Linked DNA regions of Zea mays: region 1 is linked to region 2. Evidence: chromatin contacts called from public Hi-C data. All regions are on one chromosome and are shown on one strand. Each heading gives the region's core, a stretch centred on a gene start, on an enhancer-like site or on the middle of the called end of the contact. The rest is flanking DNA. Distances are from core to core; before and after follow the strand shown. Region 1 holds the start of LOC100272290. Region 2 holds the start of LOC100217143.

Evidence for each region. A called contact is a pair of places that touch in the nucleus more often than the background predicts.
Region 1: a Hi-C map of endosperm shows a contact between it and region 2, with 1.8 times the contacts expected there. The contact joins the promoter of LOC100272290 here to the promoter of LOC100217143 in region 2. A contact is called at or near these places in 2 of 25 Hi-C or Micro-C datasets (endosperm and tassel).

Annotation. Positions count from the first base shown.
Region 1 is chr1:28,554,787-28,561,099 of Zm-B73-REFERENCE-NAM-5.0, reverse strand. LOC100272290 reads left to right here and starts at 4,392. Exons shown (of 1, transcript NM_001146777.1): 1 at 4,392-5,656. The coding sequence starts at 4,435. The coding sequence ends at 5,427. It also overlaps a transcript of LOC103632985 not described here.
Region 2 is chr1:28,392,345-28,397,810 of Zm-B73-REFERENCE-NAM-5.0, reverse strand. It overlaps LOC100217143, which reads left to right and starts at 3,128. Exons shown (of 3, transcript NM_001348792.1): 1 at 3,128-5,158; 2 at 5,443-5,466. The coding sequence starts at 3,177.

The DNA.
Region 1 (6,313 bases), core at 3,143-5,642, 160 kb before region 2:
GCACAAATGGTAGTGACGTTTCGCTTAGCTAAACGCCATGGGTGACGGCCTGGTCGTTGCCTGATGAGTCGTTAACCCTGAAAATGAACACCCCATCGGGGTGATTAGGAAGTACTGCATGCAGTTGTAAATACGAGTACTAGCTAGCGTTCTGGAAAACATCTCGGTTTGCTAAACAACTCCAGCTCTAGCTCCTTATTGGTGCGCTCCAGCAAGAATTCGTTTTTCTACCTCCCTCTAGAAATGAGGTGGCTAGGGTTTTTAATTTCGTCGCCTCCGACTGTACAAAGGAGTGGCCACAGGAGCAAGCAGTGACTCCAGCTCCAGTCTCCACTATCCATGGGCACTGGCGCAAACGGCCGTGCAGTACCCAGTTGGTCTCGCCGCGCGGACACGAGGAAGGTCGCAAGGCCGGCAAGCCGAAGGCGGCAGGAACGCACGGAGTAGCGTTGTCGCGTGCGTGCGTGCGGGGGCGGGCGTATTATCTCGTTGCTCCATCACGTGTTATTTACCTCGCCTCCGGCTCAGGTGTCACGGTCGGTTGCTTGCCAAGGTATCAGTTTTATATTCCTCCGGGAAAAAAGGCTGAGCGAGACGGCGACAGGTGGGGTGTCAATAAAATAAATAAATAAGTAAATAAATAACCGGGATGGATAGGGATAGGGGCGGGCGTGTATCTTTTATTCTTATCACGAACAGCTCAATGCGTGCGTCATGGGGTTTTGTCCGCTGGCGCTGGGAGTGGAAAATGGGAGCTGACAAGGACAGTGAATTACAAAAAAAAAAGGATAGGCATTGCTGATAAGAGATGACTGTGGATCGGTTGCTTTGCAGCGCGGGTGGACAGTATTTTAGCATCGGGAGCAAATAAACTATATTTTTTTTTGGTTTTTTTCTATATTATATATTTATATATCCTTAGAATTTCGGGTGGAAGACCTCAGGAAAGGCTGGCTCGTCAAGAGGTCCAATAATAACAGTACAAAGCATCGTCCTTCGAGATCGTTTCGTTTCGTGAAGGATAGAGGGATCCAAGATCGATCAAATGCCACTTTTTTCGTGGCGAGTAAGCCAAATCACCAATGTACAATTTCATAACATCCGGGCGTCTTATCGAATTTGCACAGGTCCACTACCTTCGTGGCGAATCAGCCTAATCGGATAGTTCGTTTTCTTGAAAGTGCTAGTACATGACATAGTGACAAACTTTTTTTATAGGACCGCTGGAAAAAAAATTGATCTCATAGGACGGCCCTAACAGTTCTCTCAAAAGTTTTTTTAAATAATCTAGATCACTCTAACTCCCATTAACGGTATTTATTTTTTGAGCATCTCTAATCAATGATTGTTCTAGCTCCTAAAAAAGAAAAAGGAGCTAATTTGTTGTTTTTTCCTTCAACTGTTTCTAATGATTTACTCTTATTCCTTTTTTTTAAAAAAAAATGGTTCACCATATAGCTTTAATAGTTTCTTCTTCGTGCAGTGTCATCCACTACCCCCAAAGATGCGTCGTCCATCGTCCATTGGCCACCATATAATGATTTACTCTTATTTATCATTTGAATAAATATGGATGGAAAAAAGTGGGTTATAATAATAAAGAACTATTTTAGGACATAGGCAGTATCATATTATTGTTCACTAACTAGAATAGTTGTACGTTGATTAGAGATTATTCCAATACCATGTTAATTATATTATTTACTATACGTACATAACGGCAGAAACTTAATATACTAGATTAGAAGGTGACAAGGGTATGGTAAGGCCATGTTTGAATTCTCCTTGCTTATTATTTACGAGTGGCTAATAATTAGCAAATAAAAAATAGTCAGGGTATGTTTGGAGACTTGGTTAGATGTCTCTTTATCTTTATACGATCTATTAACATCTATTAGTAAAGTCAAATGGCTAATGAGCAAACAGTTTACCAGCCTTCGGACTAACAATTAGCTGATTTATTATTGATCCTGATGGGCGGTTCAGGTGCTAAAATTAGTCGTCAAACTGTTTGCCACAAGGATAAAAAAAGTCTGGTACATCGTTCATCCTCCTAAAGATTGATTTATTTTGTAGACAAATTTCTATTTATTTATAGAGATAGTACATTAGTACTACATTGGAAGGTGGGTTTTATTTTACCTCGCCAAAAAACTGAGATTGATAATGAGTGTGGAAAATCTGTCGCGTACATTTGCGACAGCCAGCTTTGGCGAAAATGGCGGTTCGAGAAAGGAGAGCGAAAGCAGGCAAATCCCTCCAACACAAAGAAAAAAGAACAAAACACTCAGCGCTCCCTGTGGTGTAGGGAGCGACAGACACAGCGCCACGTGACCAATGGGAGCAACAGACTTCCGCCGCGTGCGCCAGATCCAAACGATCCGGATGGAACAAGTCACCCCGCGCGTCGCTGTCGCTGAGCCACTGGGCTCCCGCGCGGGTCCTTCCCGGTTCCCGCCCCGACCCCATACTGCCATACATAGCCATAGGCCATAGATTTTCCCCATCGCAGTTCCCAATCGGGGCGTGGCGTTTGGAAAGTTCTCCCCGTCTTCCTGCCTGCTGCCACCACCGTCACCAGTTTCACCGTACGCCTTCGCTTCACCTCACCCGCCTCCCCACGTTTTCTCGCCGTCTCTTCTGGGTCCGCTCGTGACTGCCGCTTGGAATAGACCGGACCGGACCGGACGGGACGGGACGGCGGGAGCGGCCTAACTTTGGATAGATTACGAAGAGGAGATCGTTACTTCTAGGTCCGTGCTAATGTGGCACGTGATTGGTGGCTTGGAGCCAAGCGTGGCTAATGGACAGAATCCCGGACCTTAACGCAAACGCATCAGGAACCTAAATTGCTGACATGTAGCATAATTTTGTCCGTATATGCGCACGTTGAGAAATGTTGCTGACTTCGACTTCGGTAAACTCTTTGTTTCAGCCAGAGTGTTTGCGGTAAATTATGTATTTATTTAGACCATGTTCCAAACTTTTAGAGCTAATAACTTTTAGTAAGCTGATAAGTTATTGACTGATTTTAGCTGAATTAGTGCAGCTAACAATTGATAGCCATTTGAGAGGAGCAATTAGCTGGCCTACTAGCTGTCCCGTTCTTAACTCTCAAGTAATTTTAGCGACTAACTATTAGTTTTACATGTTTAAAATAGGGCCTTATGACTTTAGAGCATCTCAAACAATGTCTTAAATCGGTGTCTCAAATTGAAATATAGGGGTTCCCGAAGAAAAAAACTAATCCAACAGTGCCACATTTTATAAAATTTGGTTAAAAAATTATAGATAATCATCTCAAGTATCTCAAATATATACTACACTGTATTGGACTATCTTATAATATATAATTAGGGCTTTAGTGTTGGAATAGAATATATTATTGGTGCCCTAAATCCTATAAAACGTACTTGTTGTTAGGAGCTTTCTACACATGTAACATGTGGCATCCAATAACCGAAAACAAGACCACACTGGCCTACCCAATCCTTTCTCAATAAGAAAATGGGAAAAGTGGCATGAACGATATGATGATCGCTAACCGTTTTGAATAAGTCATATAGCAGAGTGCTTCGTTAATTAGGTGAGTCTCAGCAGAGGTTTTATCCCGATTTTATTTGTACTTAATAATGTTTACTAAGTTATATGAGTTATGAAATTAGATGTCTATGGAATCATAAAATGAAAGTTTCTATTGGGAGTAAGAATAAGTGTTTCATCTCTTCCAGTAGAGTCTTAACTTTAGACAAAAAAAATAGAGGTGCTTGCATCTTGTGTTTTTTTTATAATAGTTATTACTGTTGCGTAGTGAAAAATATGTGAATAATAGGTTGGACCGTTGGAGGTGTAGATAGTTGGATTCTGGAATGTTCTTCTGCTAGAATCCAAATGTGTGGATCTCATCCTTATGTTTTCTACCTTATATCTTTTTATAAAGATCCTAACACAGCATTATTCTTAGAGATCGATATATTCTTTACTTAATCGTGGATACCAGGTACCCAATTATTCTGCTCCAAAGGCCATGTCGACAAAAGCGCAGATTGCGGGCACACAACATAAATAGATAGAATCCTAGAGATCTATAAAATCAAATAAACACACTATATAGTATAAGGCTAGTTAAATTTTGTTATTATTTCATTATCTAAATCTTGTTAAACTGTTACGTTTTATCTGCCGGATAAATTGGAACGTCCAACGGAGGCAGTATAGCCGATGCCCGATGAGAAGCCACGGCCACGGGCAGGCGAGTGTGGATATGCAACCGACTCACCCTCCGGTGCCGCCACCGAACTCCACACTCACCCGCCGCTCGGTCACGGGTCACCCCGTCCCTATATAGAAGCTCCTTCCCGTGTCATTGCTTGCCTCCCTCCCTTCTTCTCCCGGCAACTCCTCACCCCAGAGGCCACAACTGCCAACAAGCCAATGGCTCTCGTCCGCCAGCGCCGCCAGCTGCCGCACCTTACCCTCCCGCTGGACCACTTCGCCCTGCGCGTGCCACCGCAGCCTCAGCCCACCGCCGCGCCGTCCACCTCCACGTCCGACGCCCGCCTCTCCGACTACGAGAGGCTCTCCGTTCTCGGCCACGGCAACGGCGGCACCGTGTACAAGGCGCGGCACCGCCGGTCCGCGCAGCCGGTCGCACTCAAGCTATTCGCGGACGGGGACACCTCGGCGGCGCGCGAGGCCGAGATACTGATGCTCGCCGCGGACGCGCCCCACGTCGTGCGCCTACACGCGGTGATCCCGTCGGCCGCCGGGGAGGCTCCCGCGGCGCTGGCGCTGGAGCTCATGCCCGGGGGCTCCCTGTCGGGCCTGCTGCGCCGGCTGGACCGGCCGATGGGGGAGCGCCCCATCGCCGCCGTGGCGCGGCAGGCGCTCCTCGGGCTCGCCGCGGTCCACGCGCTCCGCGTCGTGCACCGCGACCTGAAGCCGTCGAACCTGCTCGTCGGCGCCGACGGCGAGGTGAAGATCGCCGACTTCGGCGCGGGCAAGGTGCTGCGCCGGCGGCTGGATCCCTGCGCGTCCTACGTCGGCACGGCGGCGTACATGTCCCCCGAGCGGTTCGACCCGGAGGCGTACTCGGGAGACTACGACCCCTACGCCGCCGACGTGTGGAGCCTCGGGGTGGCCATCCTGGAGCTGTACCGGGGCCACTTCCCTCTCCTGCCCGCGGGCCAGCGCCCGGACTGGGCCGCGCTGATGTGCGCCATATGCTTCGGCGAGGCGCCGGAGCCGCCGGCCGCGGCGTCGGAAGAGTTCCGGGATTTCGTGGCGCGGTGCTTAGAGAAGAAGGCCGGGCGGCGCGCGTCGGTGGCCGAGCTGCTGGAGCACCCGTTCGTCGCCGAGCGGGAAGCGGCCGGCGCACAGGAGGCGCTCGCCGCGCTCGTGAAAGAGGCGGAGCAGCTGGACCTATAGACAGACTTACAGTAATTCACGTTTAGGACAAGCTGAGATGTAAATTACGCCATATTTTTTGTTTATCCGTTTATTGAGTTTAATAATCAAATCTCAGAAGTCAACAAAATTAGTGAAATTCAAGATTCCCTCGACCACGCTGCTCGCTGCCTAGATTGCTGTTAAAGTAGTTCATTTGAAGTGATGCTTCTACACTATACAGACATGAACAAACCTAAACTGCTTCAGCAATCCAAACCTGAGGGCGCCAGCAAACTTTGTCGAACGAAGAGATTAGATGTGTTCTCACCTGTAAAGAGTTGTATTAATTAGCTTTGATGATTAGGAACAACTAGCATACATGTGGAGGGACGAGTTTGTCTCTGCTGACGGTGGTGGCATTCCGGCCGGCTAATTCATCTGCAGGATGTACAAAATCTACGGTCGAGATGGCTGGGCCACAACAGAATCTGTGAGCCAATAGCTAATGGCACAGACAGAACGTGAAAAAATTGCAAGGAGGTAACGATTTCGAAAGACCGCAAGCAAACACACAGATACAGCCAAAAAAAAGTATAAGAAGCAGCCGGCTATACTATAATGACAATTTAGTTCGAACGGCCGATCAAGGACATCAGCAGCGGCCAGCAGCATTAGGTTGCACATACGCAACATCATTATCAGGGACGGACGGATGTTAAGAGCAGTGGGGCATAGACCCCCACCCAATTTTATTGATTTAGTGGAAGTTTTACCTTTTTTACTATAATCAAAAGATTTATTTGTAATCAACTCTTCATTTAAGCCCCTACTCAGACTTAGGCCCACTCAGATTTTTTTCGCAGTCAGATTTGTTGGCATCCTTATTAAGGTCCACACATGAATTAGAGAAAATCTTTTTTTAGAA
Region 2 (5,466 bases), core at 1,879-4,378:
GTCGGGCCACGCCGACGGCCACGTGAGAAGTGAGCTCCTTCAACCCGTGCCCACGCCACGCGCGCGCGGTCGTGCCTTGCGGGCGTCGCCTCCTGCCTTGTGGAGCACGGTGCAGAAACGAAGGGCAGAGAGGCCAATGCGCGCACTCGCGAAAGCTCGCCACTGGTTTTGGTCTCCAGCCAAATGCGAGGGGCATCTTCACTCTTTTGACGGCAAAGAGATTTGAGTGCTGATCAGGATGCCAAAAGAATGATCCAGATTAGTGCTTCTTCGCCTTTTTTTTTTGTGTGTGTGTGTGTGTGTGAGAGCTGAGAACTGTGGTCGTGTAGGAGGACTACCTACTTTGCACATGTACGTACATGGAGGCTGGAGCACCAGATCTTTGTAGGATGTACAGATGCTTCTTTCAACAAAAATATGAAGATATATGTACTCGTGTAGAAGTTAGAACACCTCCGTGTCATGCTGGACATGCAAACTAAAACGTCTCAGCATGAACGGTGTTACAGAAATAGTTTTTATTTGTATTTTATTTAAAGAAATAATATTAAAGGACTCGCGACAATAGAAATGTGCGCGTGTGGATCTAATATGTCTTTCACAAACAAAATAGTGACAAACATAATAAAATAAATCATTGGACATAACCATTATATTCTAAACCTGACATTCTGCTCTTTGATGCAGCCGTTCTACTTGGTGGGAATGTATATCGTGTAGCAGTGTCGAGCAATCGTGTCAAAGGCACTCCCTAAGAACATGGTTATCTGTCCTCACCCGAGCATCTCATCGCTTGAACGATAGTTGTTTAGGAGACCATGCTATGGCCACCTCTCTCGTGGACCCGTGACACTGGAGATCTAGCATAACTAACCACAAAACCAGAGGGAGGGGAAGGGAGATGTCTTCTAAGAAAGAGTATATGAGGCTATGAGTGTGAAATGAGGTGCTATGAGCAGAGGGTCTCTGCTTTTTTTTATAGGTGCAGGATGAGCCAAATAAGCTAAACCTAGCAGTCAACATCAGTGTGTAATGGTCATCAATTGTTGGATGCGGGTAATGGTCAATTTTGATTGTCATCAAACGATAATTATTCATAACGGTGGTGGTGGCACTGATGGACATAAATCGGAAGAAACTCGACCGCTTCACACTCTGTAACGATAAGTGTATGAACGTTAAAAAAGGATTTTGCCACCATTATAGAAATAGAAAAGCACAATGAACACATTGAGAAGGACAAGGACTATACACATGCGCAAAAGACATCCAAGCTATATTCTAATATCTCTGAACAAATCACTGAAGCACTATAATGCGATCACAAAACCATATTTGCTTTTGATATTTAACTTGTAATAGTTGGGTAATCGATTCCCAATCTATTGCACCAGAAGCCCATAAGCAGCAGCGGAACGAGAGTGATAAAGCGATTGGATAGCAATCCGCCTAAGATTAGGAGCTCAGATAGAGTAATAGTTTTAAGATTTGTCTAGCAAGTCGTTAAATGCAGGTAGACGTTGACGGAATGATAAGACGCACAAAAAGATAACGTTTTAGGATAAAAAGTCAATTATAAATCAACAAGAGAGAATGTACCAGATTACTTAAAAAAATACAAGGGGCCAAGAAATTAAACAATCTGTAGACAGTGGCCTTATTTAAATAAATGAGTTCAATTGAAGAGACCGTACCAATGATATTTGATCTGTCATTTACGGTAAAAATGCACCATTTGTGCAATATGATGTGCAACAAGAAAGAAAAGAATGGGAGAAGTTGAATATAATGGCTTTAATCTAATGTATACCTATACCGAACCTGTGCTATAGAGAGAAGACTAATGTAAACTAAAAAACAATGCTGTTTTATTTTAAAGAAATTATTTTCATGTAAAAAGTCTAAATGTTAAGGTTAGTCTGGGAATCTCATTTTTAAAAGAAATTTTCATTTTCTTATAAAAAATTAGCTCATTTTTTCTTTAAAAAATGAAAATCTTTTTTAAAAAATGGGATTTCAAGACTAGAAAACTAATAGCGTGGGCAACTTGTCAGTTACTAGTACTACACCACCCCACGTCCCCACCAGGCTTTTTCGCTGTCTACTGATATAAAACCAATAATTACACGAAGGGAACGGCCACCGAACTCCGTCCGTCCGACGCACACACGCCGGTAAATTTCCTCCCCAGTTGATTCCAGCGGCACTGCACTTGTGCTGCCTGCGTTCTTCTCCCCTGAGAGCTGCGGAAAGATCCAAGCGCAAGGCCACCTAACCAGAACCAAACAAGGCCGCCTCCGGATCGCCGAGCAAATTCCATATTATTTTCCTCCCGTTTCTTGTTTTTCTCCTCTCGCTTATCCGTCTCCCAGAAGGAGAGGGAGAGGGAGAGCCGAACCGGGGTGATCGTTGCCGTCCCTGTCACCCCCACACCCCGCTGTCGTGGTGTCCTATGCGACTCGTTTGTTGCCGTCGGTCGCCTGGTTGATTAATCCAAGGCCAAGGATCTCCCCTCCACGAGGACCTCCGGAGAGGCCAGGGTGAGCTGCTATAAAGCTATTTCTCCTGTCCACCCCCACTTCTTCCTCATGCTGTCATGCAACATGAGCAGCTCTTAAGAGCATAGGAGGAGGGGTTGATTGCGGCTCGGAGATTCTTCTCGCGTTTCTCCTGCACTTTCCGTCTGATATTTATCAGCTTCTTACTTCAGTCCAGCAGAGTTCCTTTGCTTCATTGCTCGCTTTGAAGGGGATTTTTACTGCTAGTCTCTGAGCCGTCAAATTTTTCACCACTCAGCTGTACTCCCCCACGTCCACCAGGCAAGAACAGCAACGTCAGTTTGCAGCAGAAGAAAAGGCTCTCCCTCCCTTTGTATTGAAAGCACAAAAAATCCTCTTTATCTCTCTGACTCCTTCCCCTCACTCACAGGTGGCTGCTTGTTGAGTCCAGTGTGTCAGTGTGTGCCACTTCTCTCACAAACACTGCGAGCTTGTCCCTATCCTGCAAGAAACAGCGGACCAAAGCATCCGCTCCATTTCTCCGCTAGTTCGTGCGTCGATCCAAACGCCAATCTTGGATTTCTGCCGCAAGGACTGTGCTTCTTGTAGCAAAAGCCCCCAAAGATTTGATCCAAGCCAGCTCGGAATCGGATCCCTGCGAGGACCAGGCGGCCTGCCATGGCGTCCCGCTCCTACTCCAACCTCCTCGACCTGGCAACCGGAGCAGCGGACCAGGCGCCGGCGGTCGCGGCGCTTGGCGCGCTCCGGCGGCGGCTGCCGCGCGTGGTCACCACCCCCGGGCTCATCGACGACTCGCCGGCGTCGCCGTCCACGCCGCCGCGGCCGCGCACCATCATCGTGGCCAACCAGCTCCCGATCCGGTCCCACCGCCCGGAGTCGCCGGAGGAGCCCTGGACCTTCGAGTGGGACGAGGACTCCCTCCTCCGCCACCTCCACCACTCGTCGTCCCCCCTGATGGAGTTCATCTACATCGGCTGCCTGCGCGACGACATCCCGCAGGCCGAGCAGGACGCCGTCGCGCAGGCGCTCCTCGAGACCCACAACTGCGTGCCGGCCTTCCTGCCCACGGACATCGCCGAGCGCTACTACCACGGCTTCTGCAAGCAGCACCTGTGGCCCCTCTTCCACTACATGCTGCCGCTGTCCCCCGACCTCGGCGGCCGCTTCGACCGCGCGCTGTGGCAGGCCTACGTCTCGGCCAACAAGATCTTCGCGGACAAGGTGCTGGAGGTGATCAACCCGGACGACGACTTCGTGTGGGTGCACGACTACCACCTCATGGTGCTCCCAACCTTCCTGCGCAAGCGCTTCAACCGCATCAAGCTCGGCTTCTTCCTGCACTCGCCGTTCCCCTCGTCCGAGATCTACAAGACGCTCCCCGTGCGCGAGGAGCTTCTGCGCGCCCTGCTCAACTCCGACCTCATCGGCTTCCACACCTTCGACTACGCGCGCCACTTCCTCTCCTGCTGCGGCCGGATGCTCGGGCTCTCGTACGAGTCCAAGCGGGGGCACATTTGCCTCGAGTACTACGGCCGTACGGTGAGCATCAAGATCCTGCCTGTGGGGGTGCACATGGAGCAGCTCAAGACGGTGCTCGGGTTGCCGGAGACCGAGGCCAAGGTGTCCGAGCTGATGGAGATGTACTCTGGAAAGGGGAGAGTGGTCATGCTAGGCGTCGACGACATGGACATCTTCAAGGGGATCAGCCTCAAGCTCCTTGCCATGGAGGAGCTTCTGCGGCAGCACCCCGAGTGGCGGGGGAAGCTGGTGCTGGTGCAGGTGGCCAACCCGGCGCGAGGGAGGGGGAAGGACGTCGCCGAGGTGCAGACCGAGACGTACGCCATGGTGCGGCGCATCAACGAGGTGTACGGTGAGCCGGGGTACGAGCCGGTGGTCCTGATCGATGAGCCTCTGCAGTTCTACGAGCGCGTGGCCTACTACGTCATAGCCGAGGTGTGCCTGGTGACCGCGGTCAGGGACGGCATGAACCTGATTCCCTATGAGTACATCGTCTCCCGGCAGGGGAACGAGAAGCTGGACAGGATGCTGCGGCAGGGGAAGCCAGAGGAGAAGAAGAGCATGCTGGTGGTGTCCGAGTTCATCGGGTGCTCGCCGTCTCTGAGCGGCGCCATCAGGGTGAACCCGTGGAACATCGAGGCCGTGGCTGACGCCATGGAGACCGCCCTTGTGCTGCCTGAGAACGAGAAGAGGCTGCGCCACGATAAGCACTTCCGCTACGTGAGCACCCACGACGTCGGGTACTGGGCTAACAGCTTCCTCCTGGACCTTGAGAGGACCTGCAAGTATCATTCTCAGAAGAGGTGCTGGGGCATTGGCTTCGGCCTGCGGTTCAGAGTGGTCTCGCTCGACCTGACCTTCAGGAAGCTTTCCTTGGAGAACATCCTTATGGCATACCGGAGAGCCAAGACACGGGCAATTCTGCTGGACTACGATGGCACGCTGATGCCACAGGCGATTAACAAGAGCCCGTCAACTGAATCTGTGCGGATCCTCAACAGCCTGTGCCGAGACAAGGACAATGTGGTGTACCTATGCAGCGGGTATGACCGGCGCACCCTTCATGAGTGGTTCCCTTGTGAGAACCTTGGCATAGCCGCGGAGCATGGCTACTTCCTGAGGTATGTGGCTCTATGTCCTACTTTCTGAAGATCAGATTTTTTTTTGCTTCTCCATATCATCATCATCATCTGCCTTAATAATGCGATGCCATAAGCCATAACATCGGCCAACTAAAAACTTGATGGATCATTCATCTTGCAATGCTAAATGCCGTCCTGTCGTGAAGAAATGTTTCATTTGGTGAAACTTCACATAGTAGTGTTGGAATGGAATTGTCTTCCAGTTGAATTCGTTGGGATTTCTTGACTCTTGAAATTAATGTGTTATATTACTGAATATAAAGGTGTAAGAGGGACGCGGAATGGAA